Linked DNA regions of Rattus norvegicus: region 1 is linked to region 2. A link is a contact called in public Hi-C data. All regions are on one chromosome and are shown on one strand. The core of a region is the stretch at or near the end of the contact, and the rest is flanking DNA. Distances in the headings are between cores, read along the strand shown. Region 1 has its middle 26 kb from the start of Spring1. Region 2 has its middle 98 kb from the start of Med13l.

The links. A called contact is a pair of places that touch in the nucleus more often than the background predicts.
Region 1: a Hi-C map of Schwann cells shows a contact between it and region 2, with 4 times the contacts expected there. The contact joins two enhancer-like sites. A contact is called at or near these places in 2 of 12 Hi-C or Micro-C datasets (Schwann cells and mammary epithelial cells).

The regions. Positions count from the first base shown.
Region 1 is chr12:43,962,327-43,965,026 of GRCr8, forward strand. No RefSeq gene overlaps it. Among named protein-coding and RNA genes, the nearest start is that of Spring1, 26 kb to the right of the region's middle. Within about 2 kb of position 1,400, at least 9 of the 93 cell types and tissues checked have an H3K27ac peak or open chromatin away from gene starts, as enhancers often do. A contact at or near this core is called in Schwann cells, where this site is marked.
Region 2 is chr12:43,762,187-43,765,054 of GRCr8, forward strand. No RefSeq gene overlaps it. Among named protein-coding and RNA genes, the nearest start is that of Med13l, 98 kb to the left of the region's middle. Within about 2 kb of position 1,380, at least 33 of the 93 cell types and tissues checked have an H3K27ac peak or open chromatin away from gene starts, as enhancers often do. A contact at or near this core is called in Schwann cells, where this site is marked.

The DNA.
Region 1 (2,700 bases), core at 150-2,649, 200 kb after region 2:
TTCCATGTCACACACATGTCCACGTACTCATAAAGATGTGTAATCAAAAGCCTCCAGACATTACTGAATGCTGCACTGGGGGGTGGGGTGGGCTGTCTCCCTCCAGTGACTGGCTTAGGTCAATGTTTTCCAGGTCGTGTGAGCCACCTTCAATCCTAAAATACAGTAGAAAGACCCCCAGAGGTTACCGTTTAAACCATTCGCAGAAAGACATTCAGGCTAAGGTACACAGAGACACAGCAGGGCCAAGGAAACTAAGGAGGTAGCTTTTCTCTGAATTTGGAGATCAACTGGGAAGTTGGCCCTTCCGAAGACCGAGTATTGGTTAACTAGCACCACCACAGCATAGACTGAGCCGTTCAAACGGCAGTTATTTTCCCAGATCTCTTAGCTGGAGACAGCTATGTATGATAGTCTCTCTCTCTCTCTCTCTCTTTCTCTCTCTCTCTCTCTCTCTCATAACAAGGACCACAGGACGGTAAGATGCAGCCCACTTGCCAGAGCTGGCCTAAAATGCTAACTTCCCCTTCTAGGACATTCTCCTAAATCCCTTCCTGGCAATGACCAGTGGATAGAAAAGGAGGCTGGAGGGGTTGGGGATTTAGCTCAGTGGTAGAGCGCTTGCCTAGAAAGCGCAAGGCCCTGGGTTCGGTCCCCAGCTCCGAAAAAAAGAAAAAAAAAAAAAAAAGAAAGAAAGAAAGAAAGAAAAGAAAAGGAAGCTGGAGAGATGGTCCAGTCGTTAAGAGCATGTACTGTTCTTCCAGAGGACCCAAGTTCGATTCCTCGTACCTATGTCAGGTGGCCTCCAGGGCGTCCGACGCCTCGAGCTAACATGGGACACCGCCACCACACATATACATAACTAAAAATAATAACTCTTTTTTTTTAAGTGTAAACTTTTGCTTAAACAGTAGTTCCAACCCTGGGCCAAAGAACAAATTTCAGGGCAAACGCCTAAGCTGCTACTCCCAAGGACCCCACTGAGGACCCCCACTTCCTACGCAGTAGGGGCAAGAAGCTCTCTTCACCGTGGAGGGTAATCCCACCCTCACCCCCTGCTAAAGCAAAGGTTCCTTCATGTTCCTGTTCCCTGTCACTGAAGGAGGTTTGTCACTGAAGGACGTTTCGTCCTGGCCCGGACCGAGGCTGAGAAGGGTGTGCCAAAGGACAGTAGCTCTTTTCTATTTTCTCCTCTGTGAGGGCCCTGGTCCCCCAAAATGCCAGGCCTATGAAGGAGTCCTGATTTGCTGCTCCAGCAGATAGCTCTCTACTCATAGTCATTGTTTGGGGGGGGCGGGGGCATCCTGGGGAAGCCTGAACCACAATCAACATCAGGCTCGCATTAGGGATAGAAAAAAGCCTATGCAACTGGCGCCACCAAGTGGCAAAGTCCAGCAACTGTCAGCATGCGCGCCGCCAGACACCAGCCCTGAGCCGCGTTGGCTGCAGCCAAAAGCGAGGTCCTTAAGATCATGCCTGACTAGGTCTGTGGTCCCCTGCAATGCTAAATCAGGTCAGTGAGCTTATTTGTGTCAAATAAATCAGCTGAACCAACTGGTGAGCTGCCTTAAGACTATTTGTCTTGGGTTAGCGCTAAGCACAGACTTCGGGCAAAATACCCAGGCCGCTTTGGATGCCAGGGACGGATCCCAAGGAGCTGAAGGGCCGTCCAGATCCACACCCACCAGGAAGATTTGTGCTCCGCATGGGGGAGGGGAGCTGCATGTGCCTATGGGAGACAGCACAGCTCCAAACAGAGGCTGTTAAGCAACTTTTAGGGACATCTTCACACTTAGGTCCCTGAATCTTTTTAAAAATCCACCGTGCGGAAGAGGCTCTTGCTGATGGGGGTCGGTCACGCGCTGTTCCAGTCATGGATTTTCTTTCCCCATCCTGCCTTTTCAGAATTGATGTTGGTCCCTGGAGCCTTCCTTAGATCTTTTATTTTCTCATTTTAAAATTTTAAAGATTTATTTTTATCTTTATGGTGTTTTGTCTATATGTATGTAGCTTTATCGTTCGCATGCCGAATGCACGTAGGGCAGAAGTGTTGGAACCCAATGGACTTACAGACGGTTGTGAGCCACCATGTGAGTGCTGAGAATCAAACCCAGGTCCTCTGGAAGATCAACAAGTCCTCTCAATGGCTGAGTCATCACACCAGCACCATTTTTTATTCTTTTTATTGGTTCTTTGTGAGCTTCACATCACAGACCTCCCAGTCCCACTCATTCCTCCCCCCCCCCACCTGCCCTCCATCATGGCAACACCCCCCAACAGAGAAAAAAAAAACCTCTTCATGGAAACAGCAATGTGTCACACAGTGTGTCACACAGCGTACCCACTTGTCCACTCTTCTTTGCTTGCAAATGTTCATTGCAATGAGTCATTGGTCTGGTACAAGGCCCCACTGACTTCTGTTACTCTATCAACACTGGATGTTTGAACTCCTCTCAGATGTGCTGTTGTTGCCTTGTGTCATGGAGATCCTGTAGTCTGGATCTGTAGGACTGGCCCCTCCATGTATTCCAGCAGTTCATAGATGGAGTAGATGTTGGGGTTAGCCAATTTAAAGCCCTGGATCTGGGCCTGAGAAGTATCTGAGCTAGTCAGCCCACTGGTTCTCCTGCTCAGGGCTGACTCACCAGCAACCCCTGCAATCAGGGCCAGCTCTACCTTGCTGCCCAAGGGGGATGCAGA
Region 2 (2,868 bases), core at 130-2,629:
GTACTGACACACACATGTGGGAAAAACGCCCTTACACATACAATCCCCTTTTAAAGTATTTAAATCTTAACTTCTTTTTTTTTAGTTAAAAGGGGGCAGGGGTGCAGCTCATCACTACAGCACTTGCTGAGGACATAAGTGGTCCGTATGAAAAAGGAAAACGTGTACACCTTCGACATCCAGGGATGCCCATGATGTTCGATGCTGATGAGAACCTGGTGAGCTGCGTGTTACTCATCCAGACTTAAGTAATCAGGAGGAGGTGTCAGTGCTCACGGATTTGGGGGATCTACAAGAAGGAACGTGGCTCCGGCAACCTTTCCTAAAACACGAAGGCACAAGCATACACTATTTTACAAAGTCACTGAAGACAATTTCCCAAGTCACCCGGCCACGATCCCCAACCCCCAACCCAGGTCTTGAGACTCCCAAAGCCCGTGTTCTTTGGTTTTGTTTGTTTGTTTTGTTTTTCCAGACAGGGTCTGTCTGTGTAGCTCCGACGGTTGGGGAACTCAGTCTGTAGAGCAGGCCGGCCTGGAGCTCAGAGATCTGCCCGCCTCTGCCTCCCGCACGCTAGGATTAACGGGGGCGCCGGGACCGCGCTCAGAAAGGGCAGCTTTGAAACCCATCGCCTCCTACAGGAAATAGGCAGCTAGCGAATGCTTGAGCCGGGAGAGTGGGCCTATTAGAATATCGTCATCTCAGAGGTCAGAAAGTTGCCTTCCTGTCTCACGTCAATTTCTTTTATGCTGGGTTCACCGCCTCTGGTCCGGTTTCTAGGAGACAGGCAGACCTGCTCATAAAAACCCCCAAGCCCGAGGAGTAGGTAATTAAGTCCATCGCTGCCGGCTCCTCCCAGCCCTTTCTTCTTAAGGACCTGTTGGCTCTGGCTTTGATCTCTGCTGTTCTGCCCTGAAGCTCCCCAGCCGCTGGAGTGTGGGAATAGCCAAGGTCTGGCACCCGTGGGACAAGAGCACCGGATGGAAGAGAGGGGCTCAGGATCGTCAGCCTGGCCCTGTCACATTTCGTGTGTCCGGAGGGGAGCTTCCGACGTCCCGACCACCTCTGAAGAGCTGGAACGCGAGAGAGGGAGCGGGAGGAAGGGAGAGAGGGAGGGAGAGAGACACAGAGAGACACACAGAGAGGGAAAGAGGGAAAGAGGGAGGGAGAGAGATAGACATAGAGGCAAAGAGGGGGGGGGAGAGAGCGAGAGAGCGAGAGAGCGAGAGAGCGAGCGAGAGAGAGAGAGAGAGAGAGAGAGAGAGAGAGAGAGAGAGAGAGACACTGCTTCCTCCTCGTTGAGTCAGTCGGACTCCTCCCTGCCCTGTGGTCTCTCCCATTCTCTCTCAGTTCCGAGGCTGCAACTCGAGCCAAATGACTCACTGACGTGGGAAAGTTAATTTACTTTGGCAGACATTCCCCTAGCTCTGAGAAATGGAGACTGCACACCTATTGCCTCAGAAGACACAAATTAGGGTGGTGATTCATTCATTCCCCTCCATTCATTCTCCGAGTCCCCGATTATTCCCACCCCATTAAAATTCCGCCTATTGTTTTCTCTCTGGGGGAGGAGACAGAAGGCTTAGCCAGGCACTCTGTGAAAGTACTCAATGACAGTACCCCACAGCTAATGTGACAGAGCAGTCAAGGGGTGTGTGTCTGCCTGGCAATAGAGTCCCAGTCTGAAGCTCCCTCCGGGAGGTCGAGGTGACCCGGCCATGTCAGTACAATTGCTACTAAATAGGAGTGAGAAGGGAACCTTGGGAGCTTGCACTGCAGATGAAACCGGCTGAACAGGAGCAAGGCCGGTGCAGGTTCTGTTAGCTTCTCATCGAGATCTGTCTGTCTGTCATCTATCTATCTATCTATCTATCTATCTATCTATCTATCTATCTATCATCTATCTATCTATCTATCTATATTCTATCATCTATTTCCTATTATCTATCTGTTATCAATCTATCACCTCTCTATTTCTGTCTACCACTGTCTCTCTCTGGGATGTTGCTGTATAGCTCTGGCTTTGCCTGGAGCTCACTACGTAGCCCAGGTTAGCCTTAAATGTGCAGCAATCCTCACACCTCAGCCTCCCCACTGCTAGGATGACAGCCCCAATACTCCAGATACTTGAAAGACCGAACAGGAAACTCACAAGTTCAAGGCCTGTCAGGGCCACTTAGTGAGGTCCTGCCTCAAAATGAAAAATTTCTTTCTCTCTCTCTCTCTCTCTCTCTCTCTCTCTCTCTCTCTCTCTCTCTCTTTTTTTTTTTTGATTCTTTTTTTCGGAGCTGGGGACCGAACCCAGGGCCTTGCGCTTCCTAGGTAAGCGCTCTACCACTGAGCTAAATCCCCAGCCCCTCTTTCTTTCTTTCTTAAGGGCTGATATAGGGCTTGCTTAGTGTCTGTGATACTCGGGTTTCCATTTTCAGCACACTACACACAGCCACCGACCCTTCCCAGCCCCACAAGGGCCATTCTATCATTTATAGCCTAGGCTAGCTCTATAGCTTATAGCCTAGGCTAGCAGTGTATAGTGGCTTTTGATGACCTTGAACTTGTGATTTGCCTCCAAGGTGTGCACCACCAGCTTAGGTTTATGTGGTACTGGAGATAGAACCCAAGGTTTTGTGTACGCTAGGCAAGGGCTCTACCAATCGGGCTGCAAAGATGTTCTGTTATTTTAATTACATTTACTTATTCATTTATTGAAGGGCAATATGAGTATCATGCTGCTCATGTAGAGATCAGAGGACAACCTATGGGAATCCATTAGCTCCTGCTACTGTGTAGTCCAAGGAATCGAACTTAGGTCCTCAGGCTTGGCAGCAAGCACCTTTGCTTGTTGAGCCCTCTTGCTGGCCCAGATAC